Linked DNA regions of Mus musculus: region 2 is linked to region 1. The links are chromatin contacts, called in public HiChIP or PLAC-seq maps. All regions are on one chromosome and are shown on one strand. Each heading gives the region's core, a stretch centred on a gene start, on an enhancer-like site or on the middle of the called end of the contact. The rest is flanking DNA. Distances are from core to core; before and after follow the strand shown. Region 1 holds the start of Ggcx (gamma-glutamyl carboxylase). Region 2 overlaps Kcmf1 (potassium channel modulatory factor 1).

Region 1 (4,796 bases), core at 628-3,127:
AGACTATTTCAAAAGCCAAAAAGAGCCGGGGAGATTACTCCATTGGTAAAAAAAATCAAAGTCCTTGTTGCAAGCGTGAGAGGCTGAGTTCAGGTCACTAGCACTCATGTCCAAAGCCTGCCTGGCATGGTAGCTACCGATCTCAGTGGCTGAGAAACAGGCTGACCCCTGGGGCTTGCTGGCCAGCCAGTCTACCTCAACTGGTGAGCTCTAGGTTCAGGAGAGAGAAACCCCACCTCAAAAACTACGATGGACAGTGGCTGAGGAAGACAGCTGACACCGACCTCTGGCCTAAACTCACCACATGCAAGCATGCTCTTGCATGCACACAGGCATGCAGCTGTTCCTCTACTCCATGTGTCCAAAGCATTTCTAAACACTAAACCCTAACTGCAGATGACAAGGCCAGATAATTCCAAACTTCCAAAGAATTCTTCCATTATTCCAATACCTTCAGCTCTAAGGAGAAGAGATGGGCAACTAGGCTGGAGAGAATGGCTCAGCAGTTATGAGAATGCAAATAATCTTCTTTTTATTTTTCTTTTTAAAAAAGATTTATTTATCTTATATATATGAGTACACCGTAGTTACCTTCAGACACACCAAGAGGGCATCGGATCCCATTACAGATGGTTGTGAGCCACCATGTGGTTGCTGGGAATTGAACTCAAGACTTCTGGAAGAGCAGTCAATGCTCTCTTAACCTCTGAGCCATCTCTCCAGCCTGCAACTGATCTTCCAAAGGAACAGAGTTCAGTCCCCATCACCCATATCAGGCAGCAACTACCTTTAACTCCAGCTCCAAGGGGTCCAACTCCCTCTTCTGGCTTCTACAAGCAAGCACACGCCTGGCCTACAATCACACAGACACTGCCCTGGTTAATCTTCGTCACCTAAAAACAAGCTAGAGGACCTCAACTAAGGAAATACCTCGAAGAAATTGGCCCGTAAGCATTTATGTGAGAGGGCACAGCCTACTGTGGATGGTGCCACCCTGGGCAGGTGATCCCTACTGGTAGAAGAAAGCAGGTTGAACAAACCACGAGGAGCCAGCCAGCATCTACAAGGTTCCTCCATGGCCTCTTCTTCAGTTCTGGTCTCCAGATTCCTGCCCTGACTTCTCTCCGAGATGGACTACAACTGTAAGCTGAAATGAACTCATGCTTTTCCAGGTTGCTTTTCATCATGGTGTTTTTATCAGAGTAATAGAAAGCAAACTAACACATACATACATACACATAAACAAAATAATGATAAATCTTAAAAAGAAATAAGATGACATTTTCCCACCACTACCACCACCACCTCAACCAAAATGTCCCCATCCAGAAAATGGACTTACCAAAGAGAAAACGAAAGACAGCCAGGTTTGCAGGGTCCGTTGGTTTGTTAAGCAGGGTCACGACACTCTGCCAGCTAGATAAATCTGTCCATTCAAACCCTAAAATTTTCTCCATTCGGCTGCCCTGTTTCAGTCCTGATGTCTGTGCAGACTTGTTTTTCTGTACTTTATCTACAAACCAAGACCTGGGGTCAAAAAGTGCGTGGGAAAACCGCAGTCCCTACAGTCTAGGACCTCCACCCACTGGGTTCTTCCACTGATCCAGCTCCTGCAACCTTCTGAGTCTCAGGTCATCCAAGATTCTCCTACGATCTTCCAACACAGACCGCCATCTCTCTCAATAAGCCACTTCCCCACTAAGACCACCGTGCCTCTCGCCAACCCTCAGCCTACCTGAGGCGGGAGCAACCAGTGCGGAGCCGCGGTGCACAGCCATGACTGCAGGGACAGGTGAGCCTCTCTGCAGCCAGGTCGGACCCAGTGGAACCTCCAGACTTAGACTTGCTGTCTTAGGCCCCGCCTCCTCGACACGTAAGCACTCGCGCGGACGGCCGGAAAGCGCCCGCACTGTCGTGAAGGCCGGAACCCCCGGCCCCGCACTGAAGCATAGGGGGCGTGGGCTAGGAGTGTGGGCGGGGCGATCCTGAGCCGAGCCCTGAGCTCAGAGACCGGGTGGGTATGAGGACCTTTGGGGATGGGCAGCGCAGGCGCTTGCTAAATCTAACTTTGGCATTGAGAGGAAGGAGTGACAGTTTTCAGAACAAGTGTCTCTCTCTATACTACTAGCTATCCCATCACATACTTGAACTTCAATCTCGACGCCTGCTTTGCTGTTTTTAGATTGGATCTCTTTTTGTAGTTTTCTCGCTTATGTAAACCAGACTGGCCTCAAATTCACCTGCTTCTGCTTTTGGAGTGCTGGAATAAAAACACTCACCACCATGCCTGCTTTTGAGACCGAACTAGCCTCGAACTCCCAGCAATCCTTCTGCCACTCTGCCTCTGTCTCCCACATTTTAGGATTTAAAAACTAAGAATTATACTTTCCTAATTTCATTGAGTCCTTCCCGAACCCCATCAGGAGTCTCCAGGTTTGAACATCCCGTCCCTGCACCCCCTCCCAAAAAGTCGCGAGGTGCAAAAGGGTAGACTTTTCTGCAGATGTGGGTTGGGGAGTTAAAGACGCACTTGGAAGGGGCTGGGGAGATGGCTCAGCATTTAAGAGCACTGATTGCTCTTCCATTGATCCTGAGTTCAATTCCCGGCAACCACATGGTGGCTCACAACCATGTGTAATGGGATCCGAGGCCCTCTTCTGGTGTGTCTGAAGGCAGCTACAGTATACTTATATACATAAAATAAATAATTTTTTAAAAGATTTATTTATTTATTATATGTAACTACACTGTAGCTGTCTTCAGACACTCCAGAAGAGGGCGCCAGATCTTGTTACGGATGGTTGTGAGCCACCATGTGGTTGCCGGGAATTGAACTCAGGACCTTTAGAAGAGCAGTCAGTACTCTTAACCCCTGAGCCATCTCTCCAGCCCAAAATAAATAATTTTTTTCCATTTTTTATTAGGTATTTAGCTCATTTACATTTCCAATGCTAAACCAAAAGTTCCCCATACCCACCCCACCCCCCAATCCCCTACCCACCCACTCCCCCTTTTTGGCCCTGGCGTTCCCCTGTACTGGGGCATATAAAGTTTGCAAGTCCAATGGGCCTCTCTTTGCAGTGATGGCCGACTAGGCCATCTTTTGATACATATGCAGCTAGAGACAAGAGCTCCGGGGTACTGCTTAGTTCATATTGTTGTTCCACCTATAGGGTTGCAGTTCCCTTTAGTTCCTTGGGTGCTTTCTCTAATTCCTCCATTGGGGGCCCTGTGGTCCATTCAATAGCTGACTGTGAGCATCCACTTCTGTGTTTGCTAGGCCCTGGCATAGTCTCACAAGAGACAGCTATATCTGGGTCCTTTCAGCAAAATCTTGCTAGTGTATGCAATGGTGTCAGCGTTTGGAAGCTGATCATGAGATGGATCTCTGGATATGGCAATCACTAGATGGTCCATCCTTTCGTCATACTTCCAAATTTTGTCTCTGCAACTCCTTCCATGGGTGTTTTGTTTCCTATTCTAAGAAGGGGCAAAGTGTCCACACTTTGGTCTTCGTTCTCTTGAGTTTAATGTGTTTAGCAAATTATATCTTATATCTTGGGTATCCTAAGTTTCTGGGCTAATATCCACTTATCAGTGAGTACATATTGTGAGAGTTCCTTTGTGATTGGGTTACCTCACTCAGGATGATGCCCTCCAGGTCCATCCATTTGCCTAGGAATTTCATAAATTCATTCTTTTTAATAGCTGAGTAGTACTCCATTGTGTAAATGTACCACATTTTCTGTATTCATTCCTCTGTTGAGGGGCATCTAGGTTCTTTCCAGCTTCTGGCTATTATAAATAAGGCTGCTATGAGCATAGTGGAGCATGTGTCCTTCTTACTGGTTGGGGCATCTTCTGGATATATGCCCAGAAGAGGTATTGCTGGATCTTCCGGTAGTACTATGTCCAGTTTTCTGAGGAACCGCCAGACTGACTTCCAGAGTGGTTGTACAAGCTTGCAATCCCACCAACAATGGAGGAGTGTTCCTCTTTCTCCACATCCTCGCCAGCATCTACTGTCACCTGAATTTTTCATCTTAGCCATTCTGACTGGTGTGAGGTGGAATCTCAGGGTTGTTTTGATTTGCATTTCCCTGATGATTAAGGATGTTGAACATTTTTTCAGGTGCTTCTCTGCCATTCGGTATTCCTCGGGTGAGAAATCTTTGTTCAGTTCTGAGCCCCATTTTTTAATGGGGTTATTTGATTTTATGGAGTCTACCTTCTTGAGTTCTTTATATATATTGGATATTAGTCCCCTGTCCGATTTGGGATAGGTAAAGATCCTTTCCCAATCTGTTGGTGGTCTTTTTGTCTTATTGACGGTGTCTTTTGCCTTGCAGAAGCTTTGCAATTTCATGAGGTCCCATTTATCGATTCTTGATCTTACAGCACAAGCCATTGCTGTTCTATTCAGGAATTTTTAAAAAAGGAAAAAAAAAAAAGATGCACTTGGAAGAACTGTCTCTGCTTAACGCTGGTGCGTCAATCATATCTGTACCTAAAAGAATCCCTAGATTTGAAAACAGCAGACAGGTAAAACAGAAGTGCTGAAGGGGTGATAACTAGTAAGCGGTGGGTCCAGCCGTCTGTGAGAGGGTCTTGAACACAGTAGAAATATCTAATTCCCTACTGAAGTTGGCCCACAGGAGAAGAAAAAGAACATTCTGGAACAGAATGGTTCTCAATATTTTGGTCTCAGGACACTTTTTACACTGTTGGAAATAAAGGAAAGTAGTTTTTTTTTTTGTTTTTCTTAAAAAAATTATTTATTTATGTATGTGAGTGCT
Region 2 (4,518 bases), core at 1,889-4,388, 430 kb before region 1:
TCAGATCCCATTACAGGTGAGCCACCATGTGGGTGCTGAGAATTGAACTCAGGACCTCTGGAAGAACAGTCTGTGCTCTTAACCACTGAGCCATCTCTCCAGCCCCAATCCTTATCATTCTTAAGGTGGAAGCAGGAAGATCAAATATTGAAAGTCATCCTAGGTTACATTGTAGTTAAAGACCAGCTTATTTGCTTTTGGGTTCTTTGGACCTTCAACTGTATTAGCATGCTTTATAAACTTTGAACAGAAAAGCAACTGCAAGCTGGGCATGGTGACACACGCCTTTAATCCCAGCACTTGGGAGGCAGAGGCAAGCAGATTTCTGAGTTGAAGGCCAGCCTGGTCTACAGAGTGAGTTCCAGGACAGCCAGGGCTATACAGAGAAACCCTGTCTCGAAAAACCAAAAAAGAAAAGCAACTGCAGCATCAACAGGGGCATTTATTTCCTGCTCTGTGTGAAGTGTTCATATTATCCTGGAGCTGACTATAAGGACACTGTTTTTTCCAGGGAGGTCAAAAATGGTTGGCATGTTAAGTGCCTAAGTCAGAGAGTGGACCAGCTAGTTTGGCTAACCTTAGTTTGAAGATCTTTAGCTTAGCAGCTCTTTTCTGACTCATCAAAATATTGAATCCTAGTGCCACATTTTATCTGCACCTCAAGACATAGGCACTTTCTTAGCTCTTTCCCTTAAAATTAGAATAATACTGACTTCCAATATTTCCCAGCAGGGGATGCCTCTTCTTGTATGTCTCTAGTTCATCTGATACTATGTGATTAATCTTCTATCCACCCTGTATCTCTGTTATAGATTTGACTTCTCTCCCAACATTGACCAAAGCCCTCTTCCAGAGCTGAAAACCTCAGTAATTGTTGGGAATGTGTAGCTATTACTCAGCCTCCAATCTGCTAGTATTCTCCTGTGACATTCTTAAAATGCTCTTGACCATGGGTCCTAGGGGCCATTTCAGTGTGGCTGTAGTGGTGTTTGGTGAACTAACTTTGGCCCCTTTTAAGTTCTGTAGCTCTTCTCTTATCTGAGCCGCAGAGCTCATCACTCTGGTAGTTTTTAACTGAGACTTTGAGCAAGTTAGCTGATCTCTGCTTGAGTTTCCTCTTTCTTTAAAATGGTAAATTCCAACTGCTGGGGCCAGAAAGATGCACACAGAACACAGAGTCAGGCCTGGTTGTTGGTCACAGCATAGCTAGTAGTAAGTAGGATTTTCAGCTTTTTTCCTGGCTTCAAAGTCCTGGGATTAAAGGCATGCACACCTGAAAATACCTGGCAGTATTTTCAACATTTTTTTTTGTTTGTTTGTTTGTTTTTCAAGACAGGGTTTCTCTGTGTAGCCTTGGCTGTCCTGGAACTCACTTTGTAGACCAGGCTGGCCTCGAACTCAGAAATCCGCCTGCCTCTGCCTCCCAAGTGCTGGGATTAAAGGCGTGTGCCACCACACCAGGCTCATTTTCAACTTTTAATATCTGTCCATGTTCCATGGTCAGCCAGTGACTGTCATGCCACTGACATGTCTTGCCATCCTCTTGGAACTTGGTAGGAGAATGGCATGGTGGTCTGATGAGGTGACATAATCAACCCAGCAGTCTGATGTCAACCCCAGGCCTCACATGAAGGTGGGAGGAACTCGACCGGACGCCTTACATTTACTATGATGGTACATACGCATTTCAAACGAGAAAGCAAGCCAGCATGGTGGTATGAGCCTTTAATCCCAGCACCGGACACAGAGGTGGCTGGATCTAAGAGTTGTAGGTCAGGTTTCCTGATCTACCTAGCAAGTTGCAGGCCACCCAAGAAGACCCTGGCCCCCCCAAAAGAAATGGGGAAGAGTAAAAGAAAATGCTTTCTTGAGTCTTTGTGCATACCTGTATTCAGGAAGAGTACAGCGGGAAAGAGAAAGGTCCTTAGTGGTTTAGAGCTGCACTCGAATCAGTGCCCGCTCTGCTGATCCCAAGCCTCCAGCAGGCAGCAGTCGCTTGCTTGCTTTGTTTTGTGTTTTGTTTTTTCAGAGGAATTTCCACCAGGATTTTCTCCAAAGCTAGTCTGGCTGCCTCTATGGTTTAGTTTCTGTGTTTGCTCGTTTGTTTTGGTTGTTTATTTGTTTTGTTTTGTTTTCAGCCTCACCGAATCCACTGAACTCAGGTTTGAAACACAGTGTGGAGATTTATCCGAACATAACTCACGTGTTGAGGTCACCAAACAAAGCGTCCCAAGCAGACTATAGAACTTGGCCTCGCCGTTCATTATTCATGGACTTTTTACCAATACAGTCTTTCCTTTTTTACCTGTACAGGTTGAATGATCCCAAAATGTCTGAAGCAGAGCGCCAGTCCATGGAGAGCGAGCGTGCGGACCGCAGCCTGTTTGTCCAGGAGCTCCTTCTTTCCACGTTAGTGCGCGAAGAGAGCTCGTCCTCAGATGAGGATGATCGGGGGGAGATGGCAGATTTTGGTGCTATGGGCTGTGTAGATATTATGCCTTTAGATGTTGCTTTAGAAAACCTAAATTTAAAAGAGAGTAATAAAGGAAATGAGCCTCCACCACCTCCTCTTTGATGACCTCCCCACTCGAAGACAATGTCCTCTGTGCTGTATTTGCCAATGAAAGTGGACAACAGCTATCCTGGGTTTGTGTGGTGATTGTAATTTCAGGTCTGTCACTCTTGTTACATTGTGTACATTCAAAAGGAAGAGAGAAATATATATGATAATCATTTCCACTTAACTAATTTTTACTTCTAGCAGGTAAATGTAGGTAGCAGTGCAGGGTGATCTCTGCTTCCTGTACCTTGACATGCAAAAGGCTCTCCTAATACTCCACATTCAAACTGAAGAGGAAAATTGAAATCTCTAATGAAGCTGCTGTGTGTATTTATGAATATTAATGAATAAAAACTGCTTGGATGGTTTACCTAACTACTGCATGAGGTTTTTTGCAGCGTGCATGAGTTTCAGTGGCCTTGTTATTTAAAAATTAAATACAAGGAGTAAAACTTAAAAAAATAAAATTTAAAAATAAAAATAAAATACAAAGCCCAAAGCTTTCCCAGCGTTATCCAATGGTTACTGGCAGAGTAGCTTTTGAATAATGTCTGCCTGACTCACCCTTATCCATGTGCCTCCTACGCACAAAGCCAGCTCTGCAGTGGAACCCAGGGGGCCTAGCCAGCTACAGCGCTCCACTGTATGACTGTCCTGTCGCCCTGTTAACCAGTCCAGCCTGTCTCTGTCTCTTGTCTCACCAGAAGACACACCAGTAAAGGCGGGGTCCTCTGCAGGGCGACTGTGTGCCCTTTAGACAAATCCTGTTTGTGTTTGTTGGAAGTTTTTACTTTTTGTGGTTGTTTAAAATTTTTTGATTGTTAAACATGTTCATTCAGGTGTAGATGGATTTCATTTATTCACTGTTCAGTGCAGTTAACCTGAATTATGTTGTCTTGTTTTTTAAAATCTCACCACCTCAATCATACTTTGTGCCGTTTATGTGTGTGTGTGGTTTGCTGAGACAGATCAGTATCAGGGGAGCCTTCCCACACCTTACCAACCAAATTCTTAATGCTTATTTTAGCACCTTGTATTTATTGTTTTTCCCCTCCTGGCATAAAAAGTAAAGTTTTTTAATTGATTCATGCCACCCATATGCCTATGTTATCAATCCTGTGTGTTGAAAAAAGAAAAAAGTAGAGCTGCCTTGGTAGTTAGGGTGTGGAGGATGGGTGCTTTCTGTTTGTCTCCAGGTTTCACACTGGCTCCAGGGAGGGGCAGAGGCTCTGCGGGGGTGGGGCAGTTTTTGAAATGTAAATTTAGAACTTTTAAAAAAGATGCGCAGCTTCTGATCAATTTCTATGAGACTTAATCTAATCATGTCTGGCTCCGGCCCTCTTCCCTGTGAGCCGTCCGTCCTCTGTTGGTTCTCTCTCCCGCCATCTTGTCCTCCCCTCTGTTTTTCATGACAAGCATACAGACTTGAACACCCCTGGGTGCTGTCAAGAACTGTGAAGTCCATGGTCATCCAAATCTACCAAAAAAAGAAGTCACCCTCCATGTCTAAAAAAACTGTCGCTTCTCCTCGGAAACTTGAGACTCCACCAGCTTCCAGATACAGTAGCTGTTTTCTTTAGTCTTTGATGGAAATCTTCTGAAGGAACCGCCCTCGCTGGGCTCCTGGTACACCAGAGGTCAAGGCCGGTGGGGTTTTCTTTTTTTAATTGGTTGTTGAGAAGTTTCAGAAGTTCGTTTTCCAGCTGTGGTCATTTCAGACACATCTGCACCATAACTCACACATTTCAATAAAGCATTTTCAAGACTGTTGGCCACTCGAATTTCTTTGGTGTTGAATTAACCTGACCATCATTCAGAGGATTTTTTTTTTTTTTTAACATCTCTAATGCAGTTTTTTTTTTTTTTTTTTTTTTTTTTTTTTTGCTTTTTGTGCTAAACACAGAGTTACTGGTTTTGTGTGGATGTATAACCTTGGATGTGAGAAAGAATAACTGCCA

What was found. HiChIP or PLAC-seq counts read pairs in DNA pulled down with a chosen protein or histone mark.
Region 2: a contact with region 1 is called in an H3K27ac HiChIP or PLAC-seq map of embryonic stem cells, with 6 times the contacts expected there. The contact joins the enhancer-like site here to the promoter of Ggcx in region 1. A contact is called at or near these places in 1 of 39 promoter capture datasets (neural stem cells), 3 of 15 datasets of contacts at CTCF or cohesin (embryonic stem cells and stem cell-derived epiblast-like cells), 61 of 484 Hi-C or Micro-C datasets (B cells, the C2C12 cell line, the CH12 cell line and 21 more), 5 of 115 datasets of contacts at active chromatin or transcription factors (embryonic limb bud, embryonic stem cells and stem cell-derived neural progenitor cells) and 2 of 9 other capture datasets (embryonic stem cells and pancreatic islet).

Annotation. Positions count from the first base shown.
Region 1 is chr6:72,411,389-72,416,184 of GRCm38.p6, reverse strand. Ggcx (gamma-glutamyl carboxylase) reads right to left here and starts at 1,877. Exons shown (of 15, transcript NM_019802.5): 1 at 1,736-1,877; 2 at 1,343-1,513. The coding sequence starts at 1,778.
Region 2 is chr6:72,840,926-72,845,443 of GRCm38.p6, reverse strand. Kcmf1 (potassium channel modulatory factor 1) reads left to right here. Exons shown (of 7, transcript NM_019715.2): 7 at 2,314-4,330. The coding sequence ends at 2,575. Among named protein-coding and RNA genes, the nearest start is that of Tcf7l1, 54 kb to the right of the region's middle. Within about 2 kb of position 3,138, at least 13 of the 459 cell types and tissues checked have an H3K27ac peak or open chromatin away from gene starts, as enhancers often do. A contact at or near this core is called in embryonic stem cells, granulosa cells and induced pluripotent stem cells, where this site is marked.